2 separate regions of the Sus scrofa genome follow, and region 1 is linked to region 2. Evidence: chromatin contacts called from public Hi-C data. All regions are on one chromosome and are shown on one strand. The core of a region is the stretch at or near the end of the contact, and the rest is flanking DNA. Distances in the headings are between cores, read along the strand shown. Region 1 has its middle 2.5 Mb from the start of SRY. Region 2 has its middle 2.4 Mb from the start of SRY.

Region 1 (5,063 bases), core at 1,432-3,931, 81 kb before region 2:
GTCTACAAGCATAAGGAAGGAAAGGTGGGTCGATTGTCTGATCTTACAGCAGCCCTGTGATGATACCTGCAATTTGAGGGTATTGAAAGTTCCCTCCTGGAAGGGAGTGGGCTCTGTCCCTGACACTCATGAGGCTAGAGAATGAGGAGGTCTATTCCATAGAGACTGGTTTTGGTTGACAGATATCTTGCACTCTGGGCTATGGTTGGCCAGCCCACTAGCCAAGGACGCTCAGACCATTGTTTGGATGCCGAATCATTGAGACATGAAGACTGATAGACTTCATATTCTATATGCCCTAAGAACGAATGCAGAGATCTACACCCGAGCAAATCCACAATACCTCATGAACCAGGTAGGGAATGCTGCAGAGAAGCCATTTCTTGGGAGAGCACTCAGTTGAACGTAGTTTCAAGTGTGTTGCTCTCTGAGTCCAATGTGGGACCCTAGAGACCGAAGTACATATGAAGTGGTCAGCGTGTCCATAGGAAGGGCTGAGTATGGGAAGCGTTGTGGAAGGATGAGCTAGTTGGGGTCTCTCCACAGAGCACAGGAAGTCTTTCTGCACCACGGATTTTAAATTTGATCAGACTTAGGATGACAGGGAGAAAAGGCTGGCGTTCATTTGGACCATTCTCTTGGCTAAGATATTTCATCCATTATCACCACAGGTTAACTTGTAGCAGGAGGATTCAAGAGAGATTGAAGGGGGGCAGAGGGGAGAGTGAGAGAGCTAGAGAGAAGGAGATGAAAAGAAAGAGAGAGAGAGGAAAAGGAGCTGTGGATTCAAGCAACCGGCAATGTTATGATAATTGCTCCAAGGACAAGTCTTGGTTTAAGTTGGATATCCCACAAATGGGATAAACCAGCACACTTGTACCAGAGTCTTCTCTCCTTCCTGGCCTGACGCCAGGGTATGCTGCATATGTTGATAGTATATTGATACTATGATTGTATGTTGATACTACATTAAAGGAGGATCCATTGGATGTATTGGACACTTGGATGATAAGTATAATTTCCAGCATTCTTCTCATGGCCACCATTCTCTACAGGCTCCTAAGTGAATATCCACTGCTCAGGCTTGATTTTGGATTATGATATATCTGAAAGGGAGCAGTGAGCTTATCACGTCCAGTCTTTTCCAACAGGAGAAGGAAGCCTCCTAAGTTTGAACGGGATAATAAATTTCATTCCAGAGCTCAAACCATGAAAATAGGCCCCTCTGCATTCAACCAAGGACGAGGTCCTCAATATCAACCCTGAGGAAATATTGGAATGGGGGGAAGGACAATTCCCTGCTTCTGAACGTACACGTCAATAGATGAAAGCACACACTAGCTATCCACAGTATGAATTTTCCCGAGAATGAAGCTGGGATATGTCTCGTGGCTATTACCCAGGTTGATAAGAATAAGTCCTGTCTACTGGGGTGCTGGATGGAAGTGGGGTGACTAGTTCCACTGCTGGCTTGATTGTGGGGTACACAATTGTCAGGAATTTCAGCAGTCCCTCTTCTTCACCTCCGTGAGCCGTGTGGTGAAGGCTGCATGTGCAGGTCTTGAGGTTTCCCTCTTGGACGAGATGGGACTCTGGCCTGCCAATCGAGGGTGTAGAGAAGGAGGAGGATTGTCCCAAATGGAGACTGGTTGTAGGGGACCGAATCCTTGAATTCTATCGCATTGTCATTGATACCCTGCTGAAAGGTCCTCAGACCCCTTCTTACATGCCAATTCACTGAGACATGGAGTGTCAGAGACTTCATTTCCCAACTCCCGTTAGAAAGACTCGAGAGATCCACCTCACCAGCCACTTCACAGACCTGATCACACACGTTGTGTGTGCTGCATAGAAGTGAATTCTCACTAGGTCCCGTATGTGTAGGTGGTTGAAAAGATGATGATCTCGGAGTCAAATCTGTGACCATGTAGAAGGCAATAGCACTGAGATGGTAATCTGCCAGTGTGAAGGGCTGACAATGGTAAGATTGGGGTACATTGTGTAAGGTGGAATATCTCCATACAAACAGAGGTGTTATTTTCGGAAAAATGCTTTTATATATGAGAGGAGTTTGGACGACTAATGGAAAATCTTGGTGAAAGAATGTTACGGCTCTCCTGTCTGAGATATGCCACCCTGGACCAGCACAGATAACCTTGGATGAGGATGATTCGAGAGCATGTGAAGGAGGAAGAAGCCGAGAGAGAGAGTGAGAGAGAGAGAGAGAGAGATGAGATTTGGATTGAAGCCACATTCCAGGTCAAAATGTCATTCCCAATCCCTTTTCTGGGTTTCCGGGTACTATTAGACACAAAGGCTATATCAGGACTCTTGCATGAGATTTCACTCGTTCTTGGCCTGTCTCTAGAAATATGTCGGTTGCAAGCTGTTCTCCCTGCTGGGCACCCATGTCTTCTCAAAGGTCACGAGGTGTGTGTCAATTTAAATGACTCGCTCTATTTTCCCTAAGAGGAAAAGGCCCTTCCTATTGAAATGGAAGCTCATAGGGTGTTGTTCCTCAGTCGTTCCTTGATTTCACTCTCCAGTGGACTTTTGTTTGGGTGTTTGGAATGACAACTTTTCTCTCCAAAAGGTACTTATACTGTGTAATCGTGTGAGGCAGTGCCTGAGAAAGCACTTGACCCAGAAGTGCTACATATATTATCAGAGATACATAATGCTAGAGATAATTGGGTTCGCCAGTGTGTGGAGTTGCCTTCCTTCTGAAAGGTGTAGTGCCAGAGGGGGCCATGGCACTGATACTATACCCATGGAGCCTTTTGACCAAACAACCTCTCTGTGCGAATAGAGGTGTGTGATGGGCCAAATGTGGGATATTCTCACCCTCAAACATTGAGAGTTCAAAGATGGACACCAGGAGCTCTTGCTCTGTAGGAATGTCGAAGTTGATGGAAAGGAGGATCCATCAGATGGGTGCTCCTCTTGGATGAACACTATTATCTCCATCTGTAGACTCATAGCCAGCACTCTCATCAGGCTCCCAAGCTAAATGTGGATTCTAGACTCTTGGTGTTTGAACTTGTGATATCTTAAGAGGATCAGTGGGCAGAATACCTCAAGGGAGTTCCGAAATGTGAAGAAAGAATTCCCCTTCATGGCCATTTAAAAAAAAGTCCTCCCACGGCACCAACAAGGAAACCATGCCCCAATGCTCTCCACCAAGCAGGAGGCCCTGGATGTAGACCCAGGGATGAAAACACCCAATGGGGCATTTTCAGCTCCACATTTCTGAATACATATTAGCATTTCATACGCCACAGGGGAGGCCTCCAAACAGAGGCATTTCAACCGAGATATAACCGATCAATTTCAGGTGCCTTTTCCACAGGTGGATAAGAACTAGTCCTCCCTCTCATTGAGGGCTTCCTGGGAGTGTGGTGAATGGGGCCAGTGCCAATGTGTTTGTTGTGTCTACAATCAAAAAGAAGGAAAGGTGGGTTGATTATCTGATCTTCCACGAGCCCTGTGATGATGCTTGCAATTTGAGGGTATTACAAGTTTCATCCTGGAAGGGAGTGGGCTCTGTCCCTGACAATACTGAGGCTAGAGAATGAAGAGGTCTTTTCCATAGAGACTGGTTTTTGTTGACAGATATCCTGCACTCTGGGCTCTGGTTGGCCAGCCCACTGGCCAAGGCTGCTCAGACCATTGTTTGGACGCCCAATCATTGGGACATGACGAGCCATAGACTGCATATTCTATATCCCCTAAGAACGAGTCCAGAGATCCTCACGCGAGCAAATCCACAACACATCATGGACTAGGTAGGGAATGCTTCAGATCAGTAATTTCTTGAGAGAGAACTCTTGTGAACGTTGTTTCAAGTGTGTTGATCTCGGAGTCCGATATGGGACCCTAGAGACCGAAGTACATATGAAGTGGTCAGCGTGTCCATCGGAAGGGCTGAATATGGGAAGTATTGTGGAAGGATAACCTAGTTGGGGTGTCTCCACACAGCACAGGAAGTCTTTCTGGACCACTGATTTTATATTTGATAAGACCTAGAGTGACAGGGAGAAAAGGCTGGAGGATCACTTGGACCATTCTCTCGGCTAATATATTACTTCCAATATCACCCTAGGTCAGCTTGTAGCAGGAGGATTCAAGAGAAATTGAAGGGGTGTAAAGGGGATAGTGAGAGTCCTAGAGAGAAGGAGATCAAAAGAAAGAGAGAGAGAGGAACAGGAGCTGTTGATTCAAGCAACCTTCATTGGCAGGATAGTTTCTCCAAGGACATGTCTTTGTTTAAGGTGGATAGCACACAAATGGGACAAAGCAGCACACTTGTACCAGAGTTTTCTCTCCTTCCTGGCCTGACTTCCAAAATGTGTCCATTACAATCCCTGCTCCATACTGGAAGACAGGTTTGAGAGCCTTGCTATGGTCCCTATATCTTCTCCAATGGCATGGGGTGGAAATCAGTTTAAAAGTTATTCCATAGTTTCCTTCAGTGGAAAATCCTCCTCCCATGGAAAAGGATGCTCATGTGTTGTTCTTCCTCCATCGGCCATTGTTTTCATGTTCAGGCTCCGTGGGGAGTGGGTCTTTTTCAATCCCATATTTTCTTTCCCCATGAGATTGTAGACTGTGTCTTCCTGGGAAGCAGTCCGTGAACCACCGTGTTGAGCCTGACGCACGTTCAGGGGAAGAGATATCCTTCTGTAGAGAGCAGGTGGGCACAGAGGAGGTGGAGTTGCCTTCCATCTGAGAAGGTCAGGCCCAATGGTTGCCATGGCAATGGCATGATGCCCACCAAGCATTGTGACACCACTGACCCTCTCTGAGAAGTGAGGCAAGTGATGGGCTCAAAGTGAGAGTCTGTCACCATCACGACTCAATTGTTGGACATCGGGCAGCCCGAGCTCATGATCTGGAGGTATGTGGATACAAAATTAAAGGAGGATCCATTGGATGTATTGGACAATTGGAGGATATGTATTTATTCCAGGATTCTTCTCAGGGCCACCATTCTCATCAGGCTCCTGAGTAAATATACACTGCTCAGGCTTGCTTTTGTATTATGATATATCTGCAATGGACCA
Region 2 (5,485 bases), core at 2,633-5,132:
ACTAGCTTGAAACAAATGATAATGAAGACCCAACCTCTCCAAATCGATGGGATGCTGTGAACGCAGTGCTCAGAGGGAAATGCATAGCAATACAGGCCTTTTTCAAAAAAGAAGAAAGATCCCAAATGGACAACTGAACCCTCCACCTAAACGAATGAGAAAAAGAAGAACCAAAAAGTCCTCAAGTCAGCAGAAGGAAGGAAATTATAAAGATCAAAGAAGAAATCAATAAAATAGAGACTCAAAAAACAATAGAGAAAAGTAATAAAGACTTGGAAAAGTAATAAAACCAAGAGCTGGTTCTTTGAAAAGGTCAAGAAAATGGACAAACCCCTGGCCAGACTCACTCAAAAGAGGAGAGAAAGAACCCAAATAACCAAAATTAGAAATGATAAAGGAGAAATCACAACGGATACAGCAGAAATATAAAAAACCATAAGAGAACACTATGAACAACTGTATGGCAACAAGTTTGACAATCTGTAACTAATGGACAATTTTCTAGAATCTTACAGCCTGCCAAAACTGAATCAAGCAGAAACAGACCAACTGGACAGACCGATCACTAGAAATTAAATTGAAGAGGACATAAAATCATTCCCTACAGATAAAAGTCCAGGACCAGATTACTTCACAGGTGAATTTTATCAAACATATAAAGAGGAATTGGTGCCAATCCTCCTGAAACTCTTTCAAAAGGTGGAAGAAGAAGGAGTACTCCCAAAGACATTTGATGAGGCCACCATCACCCTCATTCCAAAACCAGACAGAGATACCACCAAAAAAGAAAACTATCGCCCAATATCATTGATGAATATAGATGCAAAAATTCTCAACAAAGTCTTAGCCAACCGACTCCAACAACATACCAAAAAACTTATACACCATGACTAGGTTGGGTGTATCCCAGTTTCACAAGGATGGTTCAACATTCGCAAATCAATCAGCATCATACACCACATGAACAAAAAAAAAGTCAAAAATCATATGATCATCACAATAGACGCCGAAAAAGCATTTGACAAAGTTCCATACCCATTCATGATCAAGACCCTCGCCAAAGTGGGTATAGAGGGAACATTCCTGAATATCATCAAAAACATTTATGATTAACCCACAGCAAATGTAATCCTCAATGGGGAAAAACGGAAAGCCTTCTCACTCAAATCTGGAACCAGACAGGGATGCCCACTCTCACCACTGCTCTTCAACATCGTTTTGGAAGTCCTAGTCACAGCTATCCGACAAAAAAAAGAAATATAAGCATCCATATAGGAAGAGAAGAGATCAAACTGTCACTGTATGCAGATGACATGATACTATACCTAGAAAATCCTAAGGACTCAACCCAAAAACTCCTTGAACTGATTAATAAATTCAGCAAAGTAGCAGGATATAAGATTAACATTCAGAAGTCAGTTGCGTTTCTGTACACCAGCAATGAAACATTAGAAAAGGAATACAAAAATACGGTACCTTTTAAAATTGCACCTCACAAAATCAAATACCTCGGAATACACCCTACCAAGGAGGTAAAGTACCTATATGCCGAGAACTATACAACTTTAATCAAAGAAATCAAAGAAGACGTAAAGAAATGGAAAGATAGTCCATATTCCTGGATTGGGAAAATCAATATTGTAAAAATGGCCATCCTACCCAAAGCCATCTACAGATTCAATGCAATCCCTATCAAATGACACAGGACATTTTTCACAGAACTAGAACAAACTATCCAAACATTTATATGGAGCAACAAAAGGCCCAGAATCGCCAAAGCAATCCTGAGAAACAAAAACCAAGCAGGAGGCATCACGCTCCCAGACTTCAAGAAATACTACAAAGCCACAGTCATCAAAACAGTGTGGTATTGGTACCAAAACAGACAGACAGACCAATGGAACAGAAGAGAGAATCCGGAAAGAAACCCTGACACCTAGGGTCAATTCATCTTGGACAAGGGAGGCAAGAACCTCAAATGGGAACAAGAAAGTCGATTCAGCAAGCATTGCTGGGAAACCTGGACAGCTCCATGCAAAGCAAGGAAACGAGAACACACCCTCACACCATGCACAAAAAAAAACTCCAAATGCCTGAAAGACTTAAATATACGACAGAACACCATCAAACTCCGAGAAGAAAACATAGGCAAAACAGGCTCTGACATCAACATCATGAATATTTTCTCAGGTCGGTCTCCCAAAGCAATAGACATTAGAGCAAAAATAAACCCATGGGACCTCATCAAACTGAAAAGCTTTTGCACAGCAAAGGAAACCCAAAAGAAAACAAAAAGACACCTTACAGAATGGGAGAAAATAATTCCAAATGATGCAACGGACAAGGGCTTATCTCTAGAATATACAAGCAACTTATACAACCCAACAGCGAAAAAGCCAATCAATCAATGGAAAAATGGGCAAAAGACCTGAATAGGTATTTCTCCAAAGAAGATATACAGATGACCAACAAACACATGAAAAAATGCTCAACATCGCTGGTTATAAAAGAAATGCAAATCAAAACCCAAAAGAAAACAAAAAGACAACTTACAGAATGGGAGAATATAGTTTCAAATGATGCAACAGACAGGGCTTAACCTCTAGAATATATAAGCAACTTATACAACTCAACAGCAAAAAAAACAATCAATCAATGGAAAAATGGGCAAAAGACCTGAATAGGTATTTCTCCAAAGAAGATATACAGATGGCCGACAAACACATGAAAAAATGCTCAACATCGCTGGTTATAAGAGAAATGCAAATCAAAACTACCCTGAGATACCACCTCACACAAGTCAGAATGGCCATCAGTAATAAATCCAAAAATAGCAAGGGCTGGAGGGGCTGTGGAGAAAAGGGAAGCCTCCTGCACTGTTGGTGGGAATGTCAACTGGTACAGCCACTATGGAGAATAGTTTGGAGATACCTGAGGGAACTATACATAGAACTATCATATGACCCCTCAATCCCACTCACTCTTGGGCATCTCTCCGGACAAAATTCTACTTAAAAGAGACACGTGCACCCGCATGTACATTGCAGCACTATTCACAATAGCCAGGACATGGAAACAACACAAAGGTACATCGACAGAGGATTGGATTCGGAAGAGGTGGTATATATACACAATGGAATACTACTCAGCCATAAAAACGGATGACATAATGCCATATGCAGCAAAAAGAATGGAACTAGAGAAACTATCCTGAGTGACATGAGCCAGAAAGACAAAGACAAACACCATATGATATCACTTATAATTGAAATCTAATATCCAGCACAAATGAACTTCTCCTCAGAAAAGAAAATCATGGATTTGGATAAGAGACTTGTGGCTGCCTAATGGGAGGGGGAGAGAGTGGGAGGGATCGGGAGCTTGGGCTTATCAGACACAACATAGAATAGATTTACAAGGAGATCCTGCTGAATAGCATTGAGAACTATGTCTAGATACTCATGTTGCAACAGAAGAAAGGGTGGGGGAAAAATGTAATTATAACGTATACATGTAAGGATAACCTGACTCCCTTGTTGTACAGTGGGAAAATAACAAAAGAAAAAGAAAAAGATAAAGATCGACTTCCCACGGATCCTGAAAATGAAAACGATATCCGATGGAGGAAGAACAACACACGAGATTCCCTTTCCATAGGAGGAGGAATTTCCACTGAAGGAAACTATGGAATATTTTTAAAACTGATTTCGACATTATGCCATTAGAGAAGATATAGGTACCAAAACAAGGCTTTCAAACCTGTCTTCCAGTATGGAGCAGGGATCGTAATGGACACATTTTGGGAGTCAGGCCAGGAAGGAGAGAAGACTCTGGTACAAGTGTGCTGCTTTGTCCCACTTGTGGGATATCCACCTTAAACAAGGACACGTCCTTGGAGCATTTTTCCTCCCATTGACGGTTGCTTGAATCCACAGCTCCTTTACCTCTCTCTCTCCTTCTTTTGATCTCCTTCTCTCTAGCTCTCTCACTCTCCATTGGCCCCCTTCAATTTCTCTTGTATCCTCCTGCTACAAGTTGACCTGTGGTGATAATGGATGAAATATATTAGTCAAGATAATGCTCCAAGTGATCCCCCAGCCTTTTCTGCCTGTCATCCTAGGCCTGATGAAATATAAAAGCAGTGGTCCAGAAAGACTTCCTGTGCTATGTGGAGACACCCCAACTAAGTCATCCTTCCACATCAACTCCCATATTCAGCCCTTCATATGACACGCTGAACACTTCATATGTACTTCGGTCTGTACGGTCCCATATTGGACTCAGAGAGCAACACCCTTCCAACAACGTTCACCTGAGAGCTCTCACAAGAAACTACTGATCTGCAGCATTCCCTACCTGGTCCATGCGGTATTGTGGATTTGCTCGGGTGTGGATCTCTGGACTCGTTCTTAGGGGATATAGAATATGAAGTCTAGGACTCTTCATGTCTCAATGATTGGGCATCCAAACAATGGTCTGAGCATCCTTGGCCAGTGGGCTGCCCAACCAGAGCCCAGAGTGCAAGATGTCTGTCAACCAAAACCCGTCTCTATGGAATAGACCTCCTCATTCTCTAGACTCATGATTGTCAGGGACAGAGCCCACTCCCTTCCAGGATGAAACTTTCAATACCCTCACATTGAGGCATCATCACAAGGCTCCTGGAAGATTAAACTATCCACCCACCTTTCCTTTTTTTGATTGTAGACACAACAAACACACTGGAACTGAACCCACGCAGCACACTGCCAGTAAGCACTCCAGGAGAGGGAGGGCTTGTTCTTATCCACCTGTGGAAAAAGCACCTGAAATAGACCGGTTACATATGTGTCAAAATGCCTCTGTTTGGAGGGCTCCCCTGTGGCTTAGGCTATGGAAATGTGGATTCAGATGTGTGGAGCTGAAGATGCCCCATTGGGAAAGTCTTCTTCAGGGGTTACATCCAGGGCCTCATGCTTAGTGAAGAGCATTGGGGCATGGTTTCCTTGTTTGTGCCCTGGGATGACTTGTTTCAAACGGCCATGAAGCACAATTCTTTTTTCATATTTAGGAACTCCCTTGAGGTATTCTGCCCACGGATCCCTTTAAGGTATTACATGTTCAAACACCCAGCCTCTAGAATCCACATTTAGCTTGGGAACCTGATGAGAGTGGTGGCTATTAGCCTACATATGGAGAAAATATTGTTCATCCAAGAGGACCACCCATCTGATGGATCCTCCTTTCCATCAACTTCGACATACCTCCAGAGCAAGAGCTCATGGTGTCCATCCTTGAACTCTCAAGGTGTGAGGGGGAGAATGTCCCACATATGGCCCATCACACACCTCTATTCTCACAGAGAGGTTGTTTGGTCACAAGGCTCCATGGGCATAAGATCAGTGCCATGGCCACTTCTGGAATTGCACCTTTTTAGAAATAAGGCAACTCCACACACTGCGGAACTAAATTTTCTCTATAACGATGGATATCTCATAACATATGT

What was found. A called contact is a pair of places that touch in the nucleus more often than the background predicts.
Region 1: a Hi-C map of differentiating spermatogonia shows a contact between it and region 2, with 2.3 times the contacts expected there. The contact joins two enhancer-like sites. A contact is called at or near these places in 4 of 47 Hi-C or Micro-C datasets (differentiating spermatogonia, epiblast stem cells, skeletal muscle and 1 more).

What each region holds. Positions count from the first base shown.
Region 1 is chrY:42,978,704-42,983,766 of Sscrofa11.1, reverse strand. No RefSeq gene overlaps it. Among named protein-coding and RNA genes, the nearest start is that of SRY, 2.5 Mb to the right of the region's middle. Within about 2 kb of position 2,681, at least 7 of the 83 cell types and tissues checked have an H3K27ac peak or open chromatin away from gene starts, as enhancers often do. A contact at or near this core is called in differentiating spermatogonia, where this site is marked.
Region 2 is chrY:42,898,893-42,904,377 of Sscrofa11.1, reverse strand. No RefSeq gene overlaps it. Among named protein-coding and RNA genes, the nearest start is that of SRY, 2.4 Mb to the right of the region's middle. Within about 2 kb of position 3,882, at least 9 of the 83 cell types and tissues checked have an H3K27ac peak or open chromatin away from gene starts, as enhancers often do. A contact at or near this core is called in differentiating spermatogonia, where this site is marked.